2 separate regions of the Rattus norvegicus genome follow, and region 1 is linked to region 2. Evidence: chromatin contacts called from public HiChIP or PLAC-seq data. All regions are on one chromosome and are shown on one strand. The core of a region is the stretch at or near the end of the contact, and the rest is flanking DNA. Distances in the headings are between cores, read along the strand shown.

The links. HiChIP or PLAC-seq counts read pairs in DNA pulled down with a chosen protein or histone mark.
Region 1: a contact with region 2 is called in an H3K27ac HiChIP or PLAC-seq map of oligodendrocytes, with 10 times the contacts expected there. The contact joins the promoter of Trak1 here to the promoter of Eif1b in region 2. A contact is called at or near these places in 2 of 12 Hi-C or Micro-C datasets (frontal cortex and hepatocytes) and 1 of 1 datasets of contacts at active chromatin or transcription factors (oligodendrocytes).

Annotation. Positions count from the first base shown.
Region 1 is chr8:129,920,233-129,926,467 of GRCr8, forward strand. Trak1 (trafficking kinesin protein 1) reads left to right here and starts at 4,576. Exons shown (of 16, transcript NM_001134565.2): 1 at 4,576-4,732. The coding sequence starts at 4,645.
Region 2 is chr8:129,078,780-129,085,061 of GRCr8, forward strand. It overlaps Eif1b (eukaryotic translation initiation factor 1B), which reads left to right and starts at 2,379. Exons shown (of 4, transcript NM_001106867.1): 1 at 2,379-2,584; 2 at 3,802-3,965; 3 at 4,233-4,334; 4 at 4,584-4,993. The coding sequence starts at 2,554. The coding sequence ends at 4,628. It overlaps LOC120094297 (a long non-coding RNA gene), which reads right to left and starts at 1,998. Exons shown (of 3, transcript XR_005488563.2): 1 at 1,859-1,998; 2 at 466-639. Trnap-agg29 (transfer RNA proline (anticodon AGG) 29) reads left to right here and starts at 984; the gene lies at 984-1,064.

The sequences.
Region 1 (6,235 bases), core at 3,326-5,825, 840 kb after region 2:
TTGTTGTTGTTGTTATCATCATCATCATCATCATCATCATCATCATCATCATCATCATCATCATCATCATTATGTCCCCTTCTGTCTTGCCTTCATGTTTTTTGGATCTTTTTTTCTTTCTTTGTTTTTCTGGAACTCTTCAGAACTAACCTGGTGGTGGATCATTTCAGGTTAACTCAGGTTCCCAGTGTGGGCACTCAGACTTTTCTTTCTCCCACTTCTGTGAAGATGTATACAGATGTGTGTCACTTGTTAGACTGTTCCTGGCCAGTCAGTGTCCAGACCAGAGTCACAACACAGCCAGCACAGAGGAAGCCATTACTTGCTCACGACTGCCAGGCGGTGCCAGCGTCCCTTAGCCTCACCCAGAGAATTCCCATCCTAAAGCACTGAGCATGGGTGGCAGCTAGTGGAGGGCTTCTGGAGTGCTGACTTAAAGCCCTAATACCCAGAATGCTTTGTGCCTTCTCACAAGGCTGCTTCTCCACCTTCCTCGGTGTGATAGTCCAGTTGGGCTCCACAGGTCACCCTACAGAAGCACCCCCATTCCAGGCTTCTCTTGCTTCTGTCTCCTCGATGTGCGTAGAACCTCCTGCCTCTTACCATTTTGTATTTTCTGTCCATTTACATTCTTTCTGTTTATGTGTGTGCACCTGTGTGAGTTTATGTACACACGTGTATGAGATCCCCTGGAGCTGGAGTTAGAGGAGGCTGTGAGCTCAGGTCCTCTGCGAGAACAGTAGATGCTCTTAACTGCCAAGCCATCTCTCTGGTACCAGAGACTTATTTTAGTTTTATTTGTGAGTGTGTGTGTGTGTGTGTGTGTGTGTGTGTGTGTGTGTGTGTGTGTGCAGGAGAGGACCTTTACTGAATGAAAGGAATGAAAGGATATCTTCTCAGGGGCCAGCACTGTCCTGACAGGTCACGTGTAGGGCTGCTCTTCCTGTAGCAGTACAGTCAGATTTCAGTGGAAGTCTGAGCTGCCTTGATGGGGCTGACATCACTTTAGCCCAGTCATCCTTCCCAGGGCCTTAACCCACTGTCCTTGGCTCTCCCCAGGAGCCTGTGAACCGGCCTGATGTGTTTTGTTTTTGTTTTGTAAACAAGGTCTTAACTTACCAGGTTCTCAAAGTAGCTCACTCATATCTCACTTAAAGCTCTCTGTGGGGGTTGTGTTCAGTGGAGTTTAATCCTGTCATTTGTAACTGGCGTACGGATGACCCTATCGCCTCGCATCGCACATCGGTGTGTCAGTTTGCATCTTCCTCAGAGTGTACACTCACACTCTTCCCGCCGTGACTTGCTCCATGCCCTCCCTGGCTTCTCTCTTTGGGGATGGCCATTGCCCTTCTAGCTGAGAAAGCCACTTTGTTAATTTTTTAGTATCAGCCAAGACCGATTTTGGTGTCTGAGGCCTGGTTAGCCAGCGAACCATCTCAGTGTTGATGTAATGAGAGCCTAATCTCAGCTGCCTTGACGTTTAAGGATTCTGTCTAGACGCATCCACCTCTCTCACGATGGTGTCCTTCTCTCTGGGTTGTTCCACAGGTTCTCTGTGAGCCGTCCCTGCCGGTACACTGAATCTCCCGGGGGCCATCTGCCCGACTGCCCCTGACTCAGGCAGCGGGGTCCCCCCATGGCAGTGGGCACCTCCCCTTGAAACCTGCCAAGCTGGACGCCACAGCCCTGCACGACGACACCTCGGCCAGCTCCGTGCCCCTCTCTGAGGCTTGCAACCATGCAGTCCTAGCCTGCAGCCCGGGCATCCCTGAAGAGCATTATGTGAGTGAGGCTATAGAAGATGCTCCCAGCTACAGAGGGCACCGGGATGCCTGCACCATCACCGGTATGCTCACCTTACCCTGCTGGGGATGGGGACGGGGCTTCGGTCATCAAGACTGGGAAGGGTATGCAGCCACAGGAGAAGGCCTGGGAGTGTATTTGGTTTCACATTGCTACGGCAACCTAACTGGCACAAGCAGCTTAAGGGGAAGGTGGGTTAATTTTGGCTCACAGTTTAGGGTGCAGTTTGTCATGGTGGGGAAAAGTTAGTGCAGGACCGTGAGGTTGCTGGTCTCGCTGCATCCACAGTTGTCAAGGAGACGAATGAATTACACAGCCTAGGACCCATGGGATAGCGCAGTCCGTGCTCACGCTTGGCTTTCCCACCTGAGTGAACACAGTTGAGAAACTTCCCGGCACACGTGTCCAGAGGTTTGTCTTAGGAGACAAATGGTTCTAGAACCCATCAGGGTGACAGTGTGAACCATCTCAGGGTGGATGCGGTCACCATGGTTACACAGAGTCTGAGATCAGGGACCTTCTGTTCAGAACCTGCTTCATCGATGTGTCATTCTGTGGCTTGGGTCGGCATGTCACAGAGTTGTCACGGAGTTGTCACAGAGGCTGGAGACGGTAGAACTGGGCCCTAGGCAGCATGCATGGCCCAGCATGGCTGTTCAGTGTAGTTTGGTTCTCTCTTGTGTTGTATTTCTCCAGACTGGCATGGGCGTCATGGAAGTGGCATGCAAGTGTCAGTGTTGACAGAGGAAGGGCTCCACACGCTATGTCCACAGAAAGGGCTCCAACACCGTGTGTGTGTCAGCGCTCTGTCATACTATAGTTTGCCCACACACACATCAGGACACTTTGCACACACAGATGCAGGACACTTTGCCCACACACATCAGGACAGTTTGCCTATGCACAATGGCTCCCGGCAGCTTCTCTTTGTTCTGAGTTAACTGTAAAGTTACACCCAGGACACCCTGTGTGTTAGGAGCTGCCTGTCTCCTGAGGGGCACAGAAACAGCTGTGGTTCCTAAGTATGCCAGCGTTTCCTCCCTGTCCTGGGCCTGTACACCCCTCTTTCCTGCTCCCTCTGGTGTAGCATCTATGGCTGCCCTCCCCTGTGCTCCTGACCCTTCCCCTGTGGCCCTGACCCCTCCTCTGTGCCCCTGATCCCTCCCCTGTGGCCCTGACCCCTCCTCTGTGCCCCTGACCCCTTCCCTGTGCCCCTGACCCCTCTCTGTGCCCCTGATCCCTTCCCTGTGCCCCTGACCCCTCCCCTGTGCCCCTAATCTCTCCTCACTGCCCCTGATCTCTCCTCAGTGCCCCTGATCTCTCTCTCTTCAGGGCCCCTGACCCCTCTCCTCAGTGCCCCTGATCCCTCTCCTGTGCCCCTGACCCCCTGTCCTTGTCTATTACTCGAGGGCACAGTGTCAGAAACACCCACATATGACACAATCCATCTTTCTTCTCAGTGCAGGAACATGTTGGGAGCTCCTTCTTGGGAGAATCCCAGTGGGCCCCGCAGGCCCATGTTCTTGTCTCTACAGGGCAGCTCAGTTCCAGCTCCTACAAGACCTGATCCTTGAGTGTGGATGGGGGAGTGGTTTCACTCCACTGAGCTTCTGGAGGTTCCTTTTTACAGTGGCCTCTAAAGGTCTTGAGTAGGACCCCTAGGTCTCTTGGGTCCATCTCCTTTCTATGTCCCCTCTGGGGACATGGGCCTCCTTGTGGGGACTCCTTTTGAGACCTTGAGCATAGTGGGGAGTAATCATCTTCTGGCTCTGAGCCCTGAGTGAGAGGGAGTAGGGTCTGCTTTTGAGCCCTGAATTGGAGAGTCCTGAGTAGGGAGGCAGTGTCCAGGTAGGAAGCTGACTGGGGCGACAGAGGAGCATGAAGAAGTTGGCTGCACAGCGATGCAGGACAAGCAGGGCACATGAGAGGGTGTTAAGGACCATCTACTGCATGCTCTGGAGGGGAAGAGACGAGGGAGACCGGGACACTCCAAATATTGGAGCTGGGCTCCCAGCCCTGACTCTGCCAGTGAAATCCTGGGAACCTCAGCCTGTCCAACCAGTTTCGCTTTCTCAAAGCGTGACAACCGAGGGATTGCCAGTGGAGGGTCAGAAGCATCCAGCTGTCCAGCCTGTGGGATGTGGAAACCCGAGGCTTTTTGTTACGATGCCTGTAGCAAGCCCCTGGGGAGCCACTGAGAGCCTCAGTTCATACCCATGATGCCCAGCGACAGTCTCAGACACAGCCTTGCCAATTCAGGAACGTGGTGTATTTGAAGAGCTGGGTATTCAGCCCCTGCAGTCCCTCCCTGCCAAGAAAGTCCTATCAGGTGGTCAGTGCAACAAAGACATAAAATGGAAACGCGTTCCCCGGAGACCTTGAATGTGCCCTGAGCTCTTTGTGGATTCTGAGGGCTCTGCCAAGCACAGCCCCGGGACGCTGCCTGGCAATGTGCCTCCACCCTCACTTCCCAGGGAGTCCTGAGAAGAACAGTGGCTTTCTGTTCTACGCTACAGTTTAGGCAAAACTAACTGGCCATCAGAAAGGCTTCCCTCCCTGCCCGTGCCCCCTCGCCCCACCCTGGAGAGGTGTTGTGTTGTGGGTGCGCCTTTTTTTCTGTTTGGGGTAGTTTCATAAGATGAGGTGATAGGGTTCCCGGTTGCCGGAGTTACGTAACCCGCCGTGCACGTAACCCGCTGTGCGCCCTGGGCAGCGTGAGTATCTTCAGCTCTGTCCCGACAAGTAAGCTTGGAAAACTGCTGAGGCAGGCTCAGAGCGGTGGCCAAGCTCTCGTGGAGGACCACTCCGTCTCCCAGTCCCCTCTGGAGTTTGCGTCTGCCCATGGCATTGGCGATTCAGCTCAGGCAGCCCTCCAGGGCCCAACCTCTGCCGGGACTCGACCACACACTGGCTGGGACAAACTCCTGTGGTGAGTGTGTTCGTGGGAATGTCCGCTGTCAGTTTACTCTGTGGCAGAATGGGGGGTGTGTGGAGCAGAGGGTCCTGGCTTCACCCTTGCTTGTACTGGTCGTTTGAGGAATCTCTGGGTTGAATGATGGGCAGGTGGGACGGAGCGGAGGGAGTTGGAAGCTCTTTACCCTCACACCCCCTTTACTGGGTTCAGGGGAGGCCAGCAATAGCCGGACGTAAGGTTTAGGCCTGACTTTTGCTGGCCTTGGTAGAATCTGCCTCTAAAACCCCTGTTCCCAGGTCAGTACTATCCGCTGACCCCGGTTGCTTCCCTTCTTCCTCTTCTCCATCCTCTTCCCCTTCTTCCTCCTCCCACCCTCCTCTTCCTCTCCTTTCTTCAGTACCAAGGACCATGCTTTCTAGATAAGGGCTCTACCACGGAGCTACCCCAAAGCCCACCCTCCCATTTTCTTAACCTTTTTATTTTGTGGTTTGCTCTCACTGACTTGCTCAGGCTGATCTTGAACTCGCTCTGTAGGTCGGGCAGGCTTTTGAATTTACAATACCCCTGCCTCGGCCTCTCTATATTTAATCGGTCAGCGCCCAGGCTGGTGTAGGTCAGCAAGGGATTTTTCAGATGTGAAGAGCAGAACTACTCAGCCCTCCCTCCTCCCTCCCCCACATTCTTGTGCCTCCTTTGCCCAGAGCTTGGCCCTGTGATTGTGGTCCCCACACCCCTGACGAGAGCTTTACGTCGTCGGCCTGCTCTGGCTTGTCGCTTGCTGTATGCGGGCTTCTCAGTTCCTCTGAGTGGATCGGATTCAAGTCTGACCGTGGGATGACCCATCTAGTTTCCTGTCTATACTCCAAAGCCTACTGAGTTCCGGAGTGGCCTCTTCTCTTTCCCTACCAACAAATTCAGGTTTGCAGACTTTTAAGCCTTAGAAAGCCCGATGACTCCGAAACCTGCGGTCTTACTGATAGAAGTACTTGGAGCCCCCGGCCGTTCAGGACCAGGTTCTTGATGTGGTATACGTTAATTTCTGGGGTTTCTCAGTGACCTGGTCCTGCTCAGAGCTCAGAGGTGAGGATGAGTGTGTGTGACCCGCTGTAGCCCTTTGAAAACAAGCAAGAAATTCTCGGGGAATGGAGGCTCCTGGCATCTGCCCTGCCTGAGGGAGAGAGCACATTCGGGCTGGGAGATGGCTCAGCTGGGAAACTGCTAGCCACACAAGCACCGGGGCATGAGTTCGATCCCTAGACCTGCATGTTGAAGCCAGGCGTGCTGGTGCGTGCTTATTTTTCTCAGCACTGGGGGAGGCAGAGGCAGGAGCATCCCTGAGCTGACTGGCCCCTGTGGATGAACCGGTGATCCCCCTCTCAAAACACCAGGATGGAAAGCAATTGAGAAAAGACACAGGTTGACTTCTGGACCTCGCAGGAACATACACATACATGCATGCTTACAGAAACACACATACATGAACACATTAAAGCAAAACAACCAGAACTCCAGCCGCCC
Region 2 (6,282 bases), core at 1,129-3,628:
ACATTTTTTTTAAGTAAAAGTGAACAGGTGGACTGAAATCTTTAGAAGTCCATGCATATTTTATATTTACCTTGCATTTCAATTTAGACCAGCCATACTGCAAGAGCTCTGTGCTGCACATGAGCAGTAGGTCTGCAACTGTACACCAGAGGCTTAAACACAAAGCCCATGAAGGCAGAGTCAGAAGAGCCTTTAGCTTGCTTTTGTATTTGCTTGGCTAAAGCTTTTGTCGCTTTCTCAGATACTGCTGATGCAAACCTTACTTCCAAATGGAGGGATACGTTCTAACAGATTTAATGACAGTGAGACCTTGAAGGTTTCAGTGTGTGTGTGTGTGTGTGTGTGTGTGTGTGTGTGTGTGCCACAATGTGCTTGATGTATACATGAGTGCAGGTTCCCACAGAGTCCATAAAAGGGTATCTGACGCCCTGGAGCTGGAGTTGTAGGCAGTTGAGAGCTACCTACTCCTGGGTGCTGGAGCCTGCTGTAGTCCTCGGAAAGAACAGCAAGACTGTGCCATCTCTCCAGCTCCAGATCTCAGAGGAATTCCAAAGCTTTTCTGTGTTAACTTTTCTTCTTTGTCTCACTCACTCTGGGCTCCATCTGAGAAACCATGTGATACACACTGGTAACATATATCTAGTAAGAAAAGGGAGAATGAACCATGTAATAGAGTAGCAATTTATATGGTATGTTTTGTGTATTCTGTGCTTCTTGTGACTACTTTTGTAGACTATAAGTTACTTAGAAATTAGTGTTAATATATCAGGAAAGAAGATGTATATAACTATTAAAATTACTCCAGGGCTGGTGAGGTGGCTCAGGTTTGCTGAACAGACCTGACAACTTTAATTCCAGCCCCAGAACCCACATGAATGTAGAAGATACTCAAGATTATGAATTCAAGTATTCATAATCTAGAATTTTTCACACCATGGTATAAGAAAAAAACTGAGTCAGTAATGCTCCTAAAACTTGACTGGTCTGGGGTTGGGGATTTAGCTCAGTGGTAGAGCGCTTGCCTAGGAAGCACAAGGCCCTGGGTTCGATCCCCAGCTCCAAAAAAAAGAACCAAAAAAAAAAAAAAAAAAAAAACTTGACTGGTGGGTGTAGGGGCATACAAGAGTACTTTTTACAACCCTTTAAGCAACAGGCAACCGTTCATAGACATATTAGAAGTGGCCGTTTTGTACAATAGAAGTCTCCGAAACATTCACACTACACTTCAGATACTTCTTGCCTTTTTAAAATTACAGCAATGGAACTCAAGAGACTTCCCAGGAGTTGCTGCTCTTGCACAAGACCTGGGTTCTGTTCCCATAGTGATTCATAACTATCTGTAATTCCAGTTCCAGGGGATATGACACCCTCTTCTGGCCTCTGTGGTACATACACTCAACCACAAAAAAAATAAAACCTTTTAAAAAAGGAAATTGTAGTAATGATTGGACCTACTGATACATCTTATTGAATGGATTGCTAAACGGGCACATATTATATTATCCATCTATAGTTTCTAATGTCTTGCATCAGGCCTCCAAAATCATTTCAACACGAGGTTGACAGGCTTGGCTCACAAAAAGATTAAGAATTCCTATATTTTAGTCTACTACTTTGGTCTAGAAAGCCAATCACCTGCATAGGCGTGCATAAGTAAGGCGGTTCCCCACTGTCCACTGATGGTTGTGCATGGTTCCTCTTTTTTTTTTTTTTTTTTTTTTTTTTTTTTTTTTTTTTTGGAGCTGGGGACCGAACCCAGGGCCTTGCTCTTCCTAGGTAAGCGCTCTACCATTGAGCTAAATCCCCAGCCCCGCATGGTTCCTCTTTACAGTTACTTTATCTGCTCACTCACACTCACCTAGTACCAGGCACCTATCCCGCTCAGAACCTGCCTCCGACTTAGGTTCGGGAGAGGAGAGCTCAGGCGGGATTGGTAGTGCATTCACTCCACTCACTCCTGACTCTGCTAATGGCCAGGTCGTAACACCTGAGACAAACAGGTGAAGCTTAGTAGAGACTGCAGCATCCGAATCCTGGGGCTTGTTGGAAGGGCAGATTCCCAGGTGGCACCCACAAAGGTTCTGCAAAAAAAACTCAGGGGTCTCGGGAACCCAAGGGGGCTGGGAAGAGAGACAGAGGCGCAGAGGCACGGGCCCCGCGAGCCCCAAGTTCAGGCCCCGCGGCGCGTTTCTCGCCGTTGCACCCGGAAGTGCCTCCACCCGGCGCCTCGGGCGGGACGGACCGCGACTGTCCGCAGGGGGGGCTCCCGTCCGCTCCTCGCCCCCCAGCTCAGCGATCCGGGGCGGACGCGCGGAACGTGTGGTCACGTGGCGGCGGCGCGCGTAGCTAAATACGCGGCGCCGGCCATTTTGTGCGAGAAGCCGCAGCGCCGCCTTCCTGCTCGCGCCCTATCGCCGCCTCCGAGTCTTCCTGCGCCCCGGGCTTCCGCCGCTTCATTGATTTCCGTTTCTCGCCGCTGCAGCCTCCTGACACGGTGATCCGGGCGGGCCCCGCAGGAATTTTATCCCCTCACCGGCCTCACACTAGTGTCGCATGTCCACTATCCAGAACCTCCAATCTTTCGGTAAGGTCCAGTCGCTGGCCGCCGGCCGCCGGCCGCCGCCCGCGTCCCTCTGGGCTTTGTCTCGGCGCCCAGAAGATGGCGACGGGGTCTCCCCGCGACCCTAGCCCCGGGGACGTCTCTCCCCTGGCCTCGGATACGGCCCTAAGCGGGCCTGCAACCCCATATGATGCGAGGGCCCGGCCGGCGCTTGGGGAACTTGACACTGGCAGGAGGGCAGGGGGTCTCCGGGACTCACAGGAGGGTTGGGGGATATACCAAGGCTGCAGGGAGAGTAGCCACAGGCTGGGAGGACTTGACATAGAAAGGCCGGAGCCTTCAGAGACCTACAAGGGGGCTACAGCACTTGCCAGGGCTGCAAAGACTAGGCTTGCGGGGAACTTGACACTGACAGGACGCTGAGAGTCTCTGATATTCTTCTGTCGCCTTGGGGCTAGCCAGGGCTTTGCAGGGAGACTGGAGGGGTGGGGCCCAGGAGCTGGAGAGCCTGACAGCTTTAGGGCGACTGCGAGACCCGTGACTCTCCGAGGACTCACGAGTGTGTGTGTTGGGGTGCGGGGGATGTTTGCTCAGTCCTTGCTGGGCGAGTAAGGAAGCTCAGGGCTTAGGAGATCCGGGATTCAGTCGGCCAGGAAAGGGGGGGGGGGGTGCCTGAAGGACCTGCCACTGGCAGAAGCTGGGGGTGGGGCTGGACCCAGCTGGTTTTGAGCAGTCCTCAGAGGCATCTATTAGAAACAGGTAAGATAGAGGCCTCTGATTTGACTTGGAAGTGGTCCTGTTGTCTCTGCTGGCAGTCATTTGTAAATCACACCTCTTGAGATTGTATGTTCATGTTTGTGTGTATTTATAAGGCTCGGTTACTATGCTAACTGATTGGGTTGGGTGGTTTTGGATGTTTTTGTAGTCGAGATGACGCATGTTCTCGTGGCGGCTATATGAAGGCTATATGAAATTAGGGTTTCGTAAATGTCTTCTGTCTCATTAGAGGGTGGCTTCAACAACAGTGTTCTCTACTTTTAAGCTCAAGTATCCGCACATGTAGCCTGCCTAGGTTTTTCTCATTTGAGAAACTTAGTATCGGTGAGCCCCACCCTTACCTGCAGAAATGGAGCAGGAACACTAGAGGCATGGCTGCAGTCTGTCTGGAACTGGAGTGGACGGCTTCCACATACCACTTTGTAATTTGTTTTCTGCCGTGGAACCTTTCTGTCCCTCTACAGACCCCTTTGCTGATGCAACTAAGGGCGACGACTTACTCCCGGCAGGGACTGAGGACTACATTCATATAAGAATCCAGCAGCGGAACGGCAGGAAGACGCTGACCACTGTGCAGGGCATTGCGGACGATTATGACAAAAAGAAACTTGTGAAAGCTTTCAAAAAGGTGATCGTGAGGAGTGGGTGCATGCCAGAGCTGAGGCCGGGAAAACTGTTTTGTTCTCCATCTCAGTAAGGGTTACCCTGCTCCCAGAAATATGAGCCCAGCAGTTGTTGATGTTCCCCTAATATAATTTCCTTTGCATGGCCTCCAGATTCATTTACAGAGTCGCTTAGTTCTGGAGGACACTGCTCCTTAATGCAGTCAGGTCATGCATGGCTCCATTTGTTCTGTCAAAAGTAAAACCTCTGCATCTGACTCCCTGTGTTGTAGAAATTCGCCTGTAATGGGACTGTGATTGAACACCCTGAGTACGGAGAGGTCATTCAGCTTCAAGGCGACCAAAGGAAGAACATTTGCCAGTTTCTTTTGGAGGTGAGTGGCTGGAGGCCCTGTGTGACTAACGTACACGAGATAGGGAGTAGAGTAGTGTCAGCGCTGACTGAAAACGGTGAGGCTCACGCACAGTTCATGCTGCAGCCAAGTGGCCTGCTGCTTGGCCTGGGAACAGTGCCTCGAACTCCTGTGCGGGTGTGCAAGTGCACTCAGGACCGTCAGCGGTGCTGGGCTGTCCCTGTGGCTGCTGGCGGGAGTCTGCTGAGCACAGTGGCTTTCACTTTACAGGTTGGCATCGTCAAGGAGGAGCAGCTGAAGGTTCACGGATTCTAAGATGAACCCGAACATGTGGCGAGTTTCTTAAATGGTTTTGTTGTCTAACTCAGTTTGGCTGCCTCGGGAGATGATTCTTTACAGTAAACGACAGACTTTGCGTTTATTTAATCATTCAGACTTCCACTCACGCCTGCATGGCTACAGAAAACATGGGGTATGTAGGCTCCTAAGTCACAAGGAAATCGCCGTGAGGTGGGGACGAAGCCCGAGTCCGTCCTGACATGTTTCCAGTGGAAAAGATTTTGTTCTGAGCGTTCATTTCTAGTTTATTTTCACTTGATTGTTAAATGTTTTTGTTGTTGTTTTATTAAACCATGTATGTTGCAGCTTAACAATAAAGGAGGAAAGTCTGTGCGTCCTTTGAATGTCGATGCTCCCAGATCCCAGCCCACAGTGCACTTGCGTTTTCATTTACTGATGAGACCTGGGGAACATGAGCTGCCTCTTCCTGAAACCTCTAGGTTGATCAGCTTCAGAACACAGGTAGAGAGCATTTGTCATCCCTAAGAGGCCGTTGTCTCAAAATTACACTTAGCCAGAGGCAGTGCCCTGCGGGTGTGGGTGGTGCTGTCCTCAGAGTGGAAGGAAAGTGTTGGCTTCAGGTTAGCACTCTTGAGTGAGTGTCAGGCCCTGCAGCATCCGTGTGCACTTCACTGAGGAAGCTGGAAGCTGGGGTGACCGATTCAGGGATGGTAGTGGGAAGTGATCAGAAGGTGTCCTGAATCCCGTGTCTTGTATCCTGCACACAGCCAGCCCTGTTCTCTGCCTCCTGTGAGGACTACATTGTAAGTTTGCCCTTAAGCAGTTTCTATCAGTAGACTGTAGACGGGGCTGGCTCCAAGGTCAGATCCACCCACCCCTGCCTCCTGAGTTTAGGATTAAAGGTGTGTGCCACCATACCCAGCTATCTCCATCCTTTTAAGAACTGTCCCAGCAGAGCTCCCTTACTGTTGTCTGATTCTCCCCTTGGGTGAGGATACTGATGCGGAAGCCTCAGCTAGCACCAGAATCCTGTGTGCATACACCCAGAAGACAAGGCTCTCGTTAAGTCAAGGAAGGCCTCAAGAGATGCGAGCTGAGAACAGTTGGGTGGTTAGAGTAAGAAGGGACTGTGTACTGCCTCCCTGTCCTCTGCACCGAGTCTGCAGACTTAAATCAGTCACAGGATAAGCCATGAGCAGCCTCAGTTAGACAGACCCAGTCTTCCTGTGGGAAGATACAGACTGCATTCTCTCTAGTGGTTTATGCTTTGGGGTACAAAACTGAGAATCAAGGGGCAAATAAGTTTGTCCCTGGACCCTGAGGCTTACCAGAGACCTTGGCCAAAGCATTATGAAAGGAGAACTTCTGTTAAGGCATAGTCCGGAGTAGACCGGTTCCTCTGCCTTATCAGTCTGGAGGCCAAAGGAGCAACCTGCCCTGTCTACTGATAGACTAGTGACAAGCTGCTCTCCTGAGAGGGTAAAGGAACAGTTCCACCCTGGCCACAGGCAGTGCAGCTTCTGGATCACCAGCTAAAGGAAGGAATGGCTACAGCCCAGAAGTCAGGCAGTAGGTCCCCAGTCCCCACACATCTGTCCATTAATCACGATGACTGTGTGGCATCTGGATAAGTGAAGGGCAGCCTTCAATGGCAGGGGGTTGAAAGCTT